3 separate regions of the Mus musculus genome follow, and all the other regions are linked to region 3. Evidence: chromatin contacts called from public HiChIP or PLAC-seq and promoter capture Hi-C data. All regions are on one chromosome and are shown on one strand. Each heading gives the region's core, a stretch centred on a gene start, on an enhancer-like site or on the middle of the called end of the contact. The rest is flanking DNA. Distances are from core to core; before and after follow the strand shown.

Region 1 (3,467 bases), core at 137-2,636, 440 kb before region 3:
TCTCATTCTCTGTGTGGGATGCTGCTGTGACGGACAAAGCATCCCACAGTGGTTTCAGACAAGCTACTTGTCTGGTTGTGCCTTGGTTTTCCCATTCATAAATCTGGTAGTGGTGACTGGGGAGGCAGAAGGAGCCTGGTATGTAGCGGGAGCTTCCATGTGTGCTCCAGAGAGGGCTGGGCAGGGAACACAGTGCTTCTAACCCATGTGTTCCCACATCTCATCATGGTCACCCATAGAAGCTCCTATTTGATAGAGACTTGAGATCAGAAATGTTATATATCTACAATCACCAGCTCACACGAGATATGGCCTAGACACAAAAAGACCTCCTAGCAACCGCTTTGGTCAGTCGGGTGGTGGGCTTTATCGAGAGACGCTTTCTTGGTGGCTTTGGATCTCTCTGATACATAGGCCCCGATAGACAGGCAGCCACCACAGACAGAACAACGCTTTCAGTTTGAGAAACCCACATCTGAGTCCATGCCCAAAGTAAACGCCTTTGCACAAGTTCAGCCCATCCCCCCGCCACGCACACCCCTTGCACGGGGTTAAGGATGGCTGTGTACACACAGGCAGGTGGGCACGAACATTTGCACGCCCCATGCTTGTGCGCACACTGCCTACCAGGGCACAAGTAAAAAAATAAGGCAGCTTAGGTAACAGGTCAGGTAACAGAGGGCCCTGCAACCTGACTCCCGCCTTCCAGGCCTGGGGGCGGGGGACGGAATAGGCTAGTGATTGATCTTACTGTCTCCCAATGCCTGCTGAAGTACTTAGAGCCACTGCCTCAATCTTAGGGCCTGACAATGTCCCCAGGCATGCTCTGAGCTATGGGTGGCTGGACCTGGCTTTGTGCTCCTTTCTTTTCCGTGGCTGCAAAGTCTCTGGACCCACAAGGAAGGGGACAGTGAGTGATCCAAGACACAGTGCTGGCCACCAGCCTATTTCTAGGTCCTGGAACCCCTTGCAGAGATGGGGGCCACAGTGTCATACCTGGCTTTGCTTTTGCTGCACCCAAATTGCTGCCCAGGAAATCCTTGAGTCTTCCTCCTCCTTGCTTGGTCCCCAGGACCAGGCATCAGGTAGTCCTCCATACCACACACAGTGAAGGCAGGCCAGCCTGCCTGTCCCTGCCTCCCGCCTCCCAGGCTTTCTGCTTCCTGTCTCCGGCCTCCTGCTATGAAGCCTGAGCTGGGTCTCTAGCCCCCTTGGTGAGCACCCCAACGACTCCAGTCCACCCGGCTCCTGGAAGGGCCCTGTCTGCTGTAATCGTGTACTCACATGGCCACTTGGCCAGCCTTGGACCTCCAGGGGCCTCGGTCCTCAGTGATCCCCACCCGGGAGAGATAGGAGCGAGCAGTATGAACTTGCAAGACAGAATTTTGACCAAACCCGCCTGACAGGTTTCCGATTCTCCCAGCCGGGAGCTGCAAGGAGGCAGGGACTGACTAAAGCCGCCAGACTGGTCTGGCCATCTCTGGGAGAGTGGAAGAACCGGCTGGCCATGTGCATAGAGCTGAATTGTTTCTCCCTAATCCGAGCCGCCTGGGTGCCTCAGCTTGACCATCTCCGCAGCATCCTGTGTGACTCTGGACAGGAGTACTGGCCAGCCCAGAGCACAGGCAGGCTGTGTGGGCCTTTATGAAGGAAGGGGAGATGCTGTTGGCCTTGCCACTCGGGAGTCAGATGTTTAGAGGACCCTTATGCTATCTACATCCAGCTTGCCTTGGGTTGACCTTGAGCAGGTGAAGTTTTCCTGTCTAACCTTTATATTTTTAGTCTGCGGCCAGAATGACATTGGATAGATAGAGTTCAATAGTCCTGACTTTGTGGATTAAACAAACAAAACAAAACAAAACAAAACAAAACAAAACAAAACAAAACAAAACACCCAGGGTGTGAGCCTCTGGAGACTACTATTTAGAGACATCACTGGGTCTGGGGCTCTGCAGTACCCATTGTGGCCTTCCTGAGACAGACAGCTGGCTTCTGCTCATTGGTAGAGGTGGTTAGGGGCTAAGCCTCAGGTTGTGGGTATCACAGTGGATGGGCATCTCTGGATTTCAGGATGACCCTGATGAGTAGAACCATGGCGTGACACATAGGGCAGGGGCTGGCTTGGACAGTGACATTGTGGCTGCACTCCTGCAGGAAACAGAGTCCTCTGAGGCTATGGATGCCCTGCCCCCTTCTCTCTCTCGCTCACGTGCCTTTCAACATCTCTTACTCCAGCTTGCCTGACTCTGCCCAGAAGCAAGCAGGCTCCCTCGCTCACACACGGAGCCACAGAAGGTAGGTAATGAGGGTCTGTAGAGCAACCACGTTGACTAGGAGAGGAGGAAGTCTTGGGTCTTGAAGGATAGAAGACTTCCTGCTGCTGGCAGCTGGCCCTGAGCTTAGGGTGAGAATGGATGGTCTTAGGTAAGGATGACTGTCTAGGCTCCAGGAAGAGGAAGATTTTAGGCTATAGAGCACTAGAGACACATTGCATATTCTTTACCTTCTGTCTGGACCTTTGTGAGAGGTGTCTGCCTGCTCAGCACGTGTGTATCTGTTCGTTGCATGGGCTCCACAGGAGGGAGAGGGCATGTTCCCTGTGGGCTCAGCCTGAGAGAAAGGGGACTTGTGTGCAAGTAGACAGAGGCTTTGCCTGTTTTTGGCTAATGTCTGAAGTGCACCCCCCCCTCCCCCAATATGTTGACTTCTTAACACCGAGGCTGTAGTACTTGGGGACTTGGGTGGCAATCGGGACATAAAGGACAGAGCCCCATGAATAGCACCAGTGCTCTTACAGAGAGCAGAGAGCTCTGCCCCACTTTGCCAGGTGACACAGACAGAAGGTTGTCATCAGATCTGCTTTTGGACTTTCTTCATCCAAGACCACGAGAGGTATACCTTTGTCTTCTGTCGGCCCTAGCCTAAGACATTGTGCAGCAGCCCCTGGCTCAGCCAGGTCTGGTGCACAAGTCTTGGCATTTGAAAGCAGCTGGCTGTAGTTCCTCAGCTCGTGACTGTTCGATAGGTGCTATGTTGTGCTATGTGTATGGACTTTTTCTGATGTGTGTGGCAGGGTCTACAGGCTAGAGGCTTTGTGTATCTGTCTAGGGGACTGTACATACATTCCTGGGGGCTGTGCGTGCATGCCTAGAGGTTGAATGTGCATGTCTAGAGGCTGTGTATGCATGCCTTGGGACTGTGTGTGCGCATGCCTGGGGATGTGTGTACATGCCCTGGTGTGTGTACACAGGTCTGGTGAATTCTCTGTGGGGAGGAAAAGCCACATGCTTCATGCCAGCAGTGTAGGCTTATCTCTCGACCAGAGCTGAAGTTTGGACCCTGCAATTCTGTCCCGTTTCCTTGGTCCCCAGGTCCTGCCCCAGCCAGTTGAATCCTAGCTCTTCTGTGACTTGGGTCACAATCTCTCCGGGCCAGGGACTTGTCTGCACAGTATGCTTTGTAGGCAG
Region 2 (3,414 bases), core at 202-2,701, 490 kb after region 3:
GTATCAATCTTGAAAGAAAGAAAGAAAGAAAGAAAGAAAGAAAGAAAGAAAGAAAGAAAGGAAGGAAGAAAGAAAGAAAGAAAGAAAGAGAAAGAAAAATAAAAACCATCCCTAACTCCAGTTCCAGGGGATCCAATGTCCTCTTCCTACCTCTGTGGGTACCAGCCTTCTGTGGGAACCAGGCATGCAGGTAAAATGCTCATATACATAAAAATCAATCTAAAAAATTAAAAATTTTAAAACTAGGACTGGGAAAAAAAAAAAAAAAGACCGATCAAGTGGAGCAGAGCAGCTTTCACAGACCCAGAGCAAGCCCAACCCCTAAGAACAGGGTAGTGAGCCTCACCCATCTCCTTCCTGAGGAAGAGCTGGGCGCTGGTATTCTTCCTGCTGCTTTTTATTCTCTTCTACTCCCCAGGGGCCAGTTTCCCTCCTGGACCTTCAGATGGCATCCCTTTCTCCCTCAAACTGGCCACCATGACTAACTAGCCTAGATGAGCACAGAGCCAGCACCCATCGCTTCTCCCTCCTCCCCCTCCCCCTCTGGGGCCTCTGAGGTCTGTAGCCAATATAGGTTGACAGATAGGAAAACTATTCCCCAGCACCGTCAGATGCCATCAGGAGGGCTGGGAGCTCTAGCTATAATTCAAGTTGGTAGCAAACTTGAGTTACAACCAGGTAACTCAGTCCAGACAAACCCAATCTAGAAGGACTGACCGAGTGGAAAAGAGTCAGCAGCTTTCAGGTGGCTGAGACCCTGAGACCCTTGCTAGGAGTAACCCCAAGCTAGCTCATAAAGAGGAAGGACCTGGGTGTTAAATCTAGGGGTCCAAAGCCCAGTTTGGAGTATGAGACTGCAACTTGGGGATTCCTTTGAGGATTCCTAGAGCTATGGACTCCGTTTATTCAGACTGGAGGGGACAGGGCATGAGTTTCTGGAGGCCTGGGAAAACCAGACCCCTTCACCTTGCTGACTGCTTGCTAAGGAGATCCTAGCCATCTGCTGCTATATCACTTCCTTTCTCATCGTCTTTGAGACCCATAGGCGGCTGCTTGGCTTGGAATGTCAAACAGGTGGCCCTTCCCTGCACTCCACTGGCATCTGCTGGCTTCTTGAGTCCCAGCAGCCAGCTCTGTCCCACTCAAAGACACCAGTTTCCTGCGTTGCATAGAATCCCATTGCAAGCCAAGCTGCTGACCCAGCCACCGCAGGCTCCTGGACTGCTGCGAAACACGATGCCGAGGAACAATTCCACTAGCCCGTGGCGCGGGCTGAAGTTGAGTTTGTTTCGAGTCCGTGAGGCCCTGGACATAAATCGCTGCTGCCGTATATCAAAATTTAGCCTTCAAATCAAGAGCTCCTTACACCTGGGCCGGATGTGCACAGCGTCACAAGGGCCAGTGGTTCCCATGGCAACAAGTAGGCCTTTGGCAGGGGGAGCGGATCTGGCAGTGCACCCTGCAGCTCTGGCTGGGCTCCGCACAGGAAGCGGGCGGCCAGGCACTTGCAGAGCGGGGCTGGGGCTCACGGAGGTGATCCGGAAGAGGAGTGGTAGGTAGAGGAGTTTAGGAGGTGTGCCCAGAAGCTCGGGGTGGGTAGTCTCCACGGAGGGGGAGGGGTGATAGAATAGCTTAGATGGGGAAGTAGTTATGGAGACTTCCATTGAGCTTTCTAGCGGCCATGAACTGTTGACTCAGGGTCTTGGGGCCCTGATCTCAGCTAGCATTCAGCCAGGAACCATTCTCTGCTGTCTCAGATGCCTGTTCTAACCCCCCCCACCCCCCACCCCCGGCACGCACCACCATTCACACAAATCACTTTGAATTAGTCTTTGGGACATGATCAATCTTACTATCCAGCTGTGTGGTTTTGAGGTAGTCATCCAGTCTCTTAGCTCTGTTTCTTGCTCATCCAAGCCCAGTTTCCACAAACTGAGATTTCCAAGTGAAGCCACTGGCCCAGTGCCAGGGACAGCTAGCAGGAGGTTGGTACCTTCTCCAGGGATCTCTGGCTACTGGGCTTTGTGGCACACCAGCCTCTCCACAGACAACCAGATTTGGGGGAAAGGTATGGGGACAAGGAGAGGAGGGCTGACTCTGGAGTCAACAGTTCCAGCTTTGGGATAAACTGGGTACAGGAGCATACACCCCTGGAGTCCCAAGACTGCTTGAGCACAGGAGTTGGAGGGCAGCCTGAACAACAGACTGAGATGTTCTGTCAAAATCAAAAGTGACCATGAAGGAAGACCAACCTAACAAGCTTTAGCGTTAGACTCCCCCCAACCCCCATCTGTGAGATGGTGGGAGAGGATCTACCCTGTTCTTAGCCACACAAGGTCCCCCCCCCCCCCTTTATGTGAGGATGATGTAGAGTCTTGTCTTTGGTTAGCCTGGTCCCTGAGCATTGCACCCCTGCAGTGTACCTGGTCTCTGGAGAGTACTGGGAAGCATGGGGAATCACCCTAAGCTTGGGCACAGACCTGTGTTAGGTGAGGAACCTGAGACTTATGATCTGTCTCAAAACTAATCAACATCCCAGAGCTTCTCCCCAGGCTACTCTGGTCCCTGTAGCCCACTCTGTCTGATAAGCCCCATTAGCTCATCGCCACAAAATACTATTGGCCCCTTGATAGAAGTTTCCCGTTTATCATCTGCTTTTGCCCAGTACCCAGCCCACTATTCTGTCCCCTCCAGGGGTCTCTGATCAGAAAGCTGTGTCCCAGGGGAGAGCAAAAGCCATTATGGGGCAGAGGCTGATGAGGGGCAGAGCCAATCTGACGGTCACAGCTGATGCCTAGTTCTTACCCTCAGCTCCCAGACAATGAACTTCCAGGTGACAGGCCTGGCCCTGGACAAAATGAAGCTGGACAGTCCACATTCCTTCCTGGACGCAGAGGAGGTGGAGGAGGCAGAGGACCAGCAGCTGCTGGAGCCAGAGGCTTGGAGGACATACATGGAGCGCCGCAACGTGCTGCGTGAGTTCCTGACCACAGACCTGAGCCCCCAGTTGCTCAAGCGCCACCATGCCCGCATGCAGCTGCTCAAGAAGTGCTCCTACTACATTGAGATTCTCCCTAAGCACCTGGCCCTGGGTGACCAGAACCCGCTGGTGCTACCTAACACCATGTTCCAGCTCATTGATCCCTGGAAGTTCCAGCGCATGAAGAAGGTGGGCACAGCACAGACCAAGATCCAGCTCCTCCTGCTTGGGGACCTGCTGGAGCAGCTGGACCATGGCCGGGCAGCACTGGATGCCCTACTTGAGGCCCCTGACCCACGGCCCTTCCTGGCAGGCTGGGGGCTTGTGGAACAGCAGTTGGCAGACCTATCAGTTGTCATGGACAACTTCCTGGCCATGATGGTACCAGGACACCTGCATGTCAAGCACCGCCTGGTATCTGACATTGGAGCCAC
Region 3 (3,735 bases), core at 802-3,301:
AAACAGGCTATCCTGTCACCCAGAACTCTGGTATAGCAAGTGAGGGATACTGCTGGCTGAGGGTGACAGTGTTTCTCAGCATTTGGGGTGTTTACAAGGTTCAGCTGATGGTACCAGCATCCAAAAAAAAGAATGAACTGTTCCAGAGCCCCAGGGATTGTTTTGTGAATAAAACTGGCCATACAGGAGCATCTTCGGTCATCGTGAGGTCCACTCTATGGCTTCCTGTGGACTCAGACATGGCTACTTGAACTTTTTCTCTACAGTGTACACATTTGGCTTAGAAGGTGGATGCAAATGATGTTCAGTACAGAAATCTCTCTTCTTTTCAGGCAGGGTCTTACTGTGTAGCCCAGTCTGGCCCTAACTGCTACAGACATCCAACACTACAATCTGGGCTCCTCAAGTCTCACTTCTCACAGTTGCTCGTCAGTAACAGTGGAGTAAAATCTAGTTATTCAGTTTGAGCAGTCAAGATGACTATAAGCAAGTGAGTCAGTCAGCACAAGAAAGTGGCCCCCCTGCCAGACGTTGACTCTGTAATGTTTCCATATCAAATTTCCCATCTTGAAGTGCAAGGATGGTTTTGTCAGTTGGGTGTGGGGCAGCTCACAAGTATCAACTAGAAGCCTAGAGAATGTCTACCCCAGCTACTGCCAACAGCTTGTGATGGTCACCTCCCAACCATATGTGATCCTCTTTCAGGCAACTGTGGCTGTGCCCATCCCTTCTGCTTTAGTGACTGGGAGCCTGGGGAGGAATGCCCCCCCCAAACCCCTGACCTCAGCCTTCTCAACTCTGGCAGTGTAGCACCTCTCCACCTGCTGTGAGTCTCTGGCCTGAGATGTATACCCAACACCTTGTGTGGTATGCTCCTGCTGACCTCAAGTGTCTTGCAGGTTCCTCCACCCAGCCTACTTAAGGTCACATCCCTTCTCTACGTTTGTCCACCTGCTCCCAGAAACGCTGAAGGTTTCCTGCTGTGTGATTCTGGATCTTTCCTAGTTTCTGAAGAGCTGCACATTATAGTGATTGTCAGTACCATATACTTAAGGGCAGTCCCTGGGTCACTAGGGAAGCAAGCCTTTCTCTGCCGTCATCTTTGTGTCCTACAGGATAGCTGATGTGGATGGAAGACTGACCTGGCTTTTAGGTCCAGATTGTTTTTTTTCCAGAACTGGGGATTGAGTTCAGAACCTTGCACACGTTGAACACACGCTTAACAACTGAGCTATACCCTAGCTTCAGGTTCTAATATTTTAGTACAAGTGTGTATGACCATAAATAAAGACCTGTTGTCTGCTGGGCAGTTGAAGGCTCAGAGGGCATTCTCTGGAGGGTGGAAACTGTTGAGATTCTAAGTGCAGTGTGAAGCCTTTAGTGGGTGTGTCCCAGTTGGCCTGCAGCTGTGTGGGGGAGGCATTTGTTTAGAATAATTGGGAATACAGGAGGAATGAGGCAGGCAGTACCTCAAGGAGCCTCAGAAGCCTTCCATGAAGTGTGGCTGAGATCCAACTAGAGCCTAGTCTGTGGTCAGTGCTCAGAACACTTTTGCCCAGGATTTCAACATCAGTGACCACCTTCGCTGCCCTTTGCACCTGTGTTACAGTTCTCTTACCAACCCAGTTCTCCAAGAGATCCATTTTAAAAAATTGACTGCCTTAAAGTTATCTTTACATATTTACTAGACTAGAACACAACCCTGTGAGCACTCTGTCACTCCCCTCCACCCACCCACGGAGCGGGGGAGGGGGTAGAACCAACGGAGACTCATACACACTGCTCACCTGCTCACTTTCCTGACAAGAAAGTTATTTCTGGCGGGTCTCGGGCCACAAAACCCCCAGGGATTTCTCTTCCCCAGCAGGAAGTCCCAGTGGTAAGCCTCTAGTTGCTCGAAGGTCCCTGGCCCTGCCTCCCGGGACATCAGTGGGGCGGGGACTCAATTCCGGGGGCAACACGTCCTGGGAGAGTTAGACGGAAGCACTGGGACTGACACGTGGACTTGGGCGGTGCTGCCCTGTGGGTTGTCCTAGGTCTGAGGTGGGAGGGCACGGTACACAGCGGTGCCCATGCCATCCCAGCGCTCTAGCCTGATGCAGCCAATCCCAGAGGAGACCCGCAAGACCCCTTCTGCGGCAGCAGAGGATACACGGTGGTCCAGGTGAATTGGGGTGTGGCTGAAGTCGGGGCAAGGAGGACTTTTACGTTTAGAAAGGGAGCTGAGGTGCTACTTCATAGGACCTGAGTTCAGGGAACACCAGACTCTAGCGGCTGTCTACCAGCCATTCTGCAGCCTGCCACCTTCACTCTCCCTGGGACTCCCATGCCCCTCGCTGAGCAGCCCTAGCCCCCAAGTAGAGGGAGGACCCAGTAAAGAGACACCCCACTCCCATCTCCAATCAAATGCCAAAATCAGGCAAATGGCTCCATTGCCCTTTTCCCTGACAGTAATTCTGTGGTCTGGGAGGCAGGGTAGTGTCTGTAAGGCTTGGTGGGAGCACTGGGCTGGACAGATGCTCACAGCATAGGGATCTATGCAGCAGCTCTTAAGTCATAGAGGCAGGTCCTGACTTCACGAGTCTTCTAAACTAGGGAGGAAAACAGCCGTTACCCATCTTCATTCATATTCCGTTCCCGCTGTTTCCAGCACTCTCCAGGCAAACATCCCCACAGAAACCAGGGGCAAAGGTGGCATCTGGCTATGGGACCACTGTGAGGGTTCAAATGGGGGCCTAAAAGAGCTCACACCCTGCTCTGGTTCCTGCAGTCCTCACGTGGAGGTGCTAGACTCAGGATCAAGCCTTGGTACCTCCCAGTCACCTGGGGCAAGAGCCCTGGATCTACTGGCAGGAAGTGTAAAGAGGACCTTAAGATAGTACCATCACTGAACCTAGACCAGATGAGGGCACAGCAGGTCACAGGGAGGCACAGAACCAGATCATAGCGCCCCCCCCCCCGCCACCCTCCCCCACCGCCAGTGACAGTTACAGTAGTGTCAGACTCTGCTAGAGGAGGCACACTATGTGCCTGCCCTCACTAGCTCTCCTTCCCTCTCTGGCTTAACACCTCCCTCCCTACCCCATGTTTATCCCAAGGCCTATGCTTCACCTGGCCCCTGGAGGCACCACCCAGGGCTTTCTTAGAACTATGAAATGTTCTGCCAATTTTGCTGTAGGTTACAATTTAATGGCTCTGCCTGTCCCCCCCTCCCCAACCTGTCACCCCACCCTCACTCCCATCTTTACACTTTCTCCTGTGTAGTGCCTCCAGTTGCCTTTGTCAGAAATGGTAGCTGAGAATTCTGGGGAATTTTGCAGGGTCAAGGCCATTCTCAACCCATACTGGAGTAATAGTAACAGCAATAAGTGTTACTAGAAACAGGACCCTGAGTTCAGGGAACACCAGACTTTAGGGGCCCACCACTCACCACCACGTGTTGGGGAGGCAGTGTTCTCCTCAACAAATCTCAGAATGTGGGGTGGTTGGTGGAGGCTGAGTTAAGTAGCCAGCACATTTCCCTTCTGAACGAAGGGCCACGTGATCACCTATTTGCTCAGCCCCGGATACTCTGCGCAGCCATCTAACAGGAAGCCAGAGCTGCACAAGTCTGTGAGGAAGTGTGATTGCTGAGACCTCCAGCCTGAGCTCTGGCTCTGGGTGGGCAAGTGGGGCTACTCAGGCAGTCCTGGTCCAAGCTCCTGATACTAAAGACTGGGGTTCTAACCAGGCAGG

What was found. Promoter capture Hi-C pulls out the DNA fragments that hold promoters and counts their contacts. HiChIP or PLAC-seq counts read pairs in DNA pulled down with a chosen protein or histone mark.
Region 1: a contact with region 3 is called in a promoter capture Hi-C map of embryonic stem cells, with 2.2 times the contacts expected there. The contact joins the promoter of Rbbp8nl here to the promoter of Slc17a9 in region 3. A contact is called at or near these places in 3 of 39 promoter capture datasets (embryonic stem cells, hippocampal neurons and maxillary cranial neural crest), 2 of 484 Hi-C or Micro-C datasets (the G1E-ER4 cell line and embryonic stem cells), 1 of 115 datasets of contacts at active chromatin or transcription factors (large pre-B cells) and 2 of 9 other capture datasets (adipose tissue and pancreatic islet).
Region 2: a FOXA1 HiChIP or PLAC-seq map of pancreatic cancer cells shows a contact between it and region 3. The contact joins the promoter of Fndc11 here to the promoter of Slc17a9 in region 3. A contact is called at or near these places in 2 of 115 datasets of contacts at active chromatin or transcription factors (bone marrow-derived macrophages and pancreatic cancer cells) and 1 of 9 other capture datasets (adipose tissue).

The regions. Positions count from the first base shown.
Region 1 is chr2:180,288,493-180,291,959 of GRCm38.p6, forward strand. Rbbp8nl (RBBP8 N-terminal like) reads right to left here and starts at 1,387. Exons shown (of 13, transcript NM_173031.3): 1 at 1,285-1,387. It overlaps Gm29943 (a long non-coding RNA gene), which reads left to right and starts at 2,203. Exons shown (of 3, transcript XR_867153.1): 1 at 2,203-2,295.
Region 2 is chr2:181,218,583-181,221,996 of GRCm38.p6, forward strand. Fndc11 (fibronectin type III domain containing 11) reads left to right here and starts at 1,452. Exons shown (of 2, transcript NM_001379472.1): 1 at 1,452-1,552; 2 at 2,812-3,414. The coding sequence starts at 2,822.
Region 3 is chr2:180,723,288-180,727,022 of GRCm38.p6, forward strand. Slc17a9 (solute carrier family 17, member 9) reads left to right here and starts at 2,052. Exons shown (of 13, transcript NM_183161.3): 1 at 2,052-2,164. The coding sequence starts at 2,073. Gm30455 (a long non-coding RNA gene) reads right to left here. Exons shown (of 2, transcript XR_003953988.1): 1 at 3,431-3,735; 2 at 1-2,591.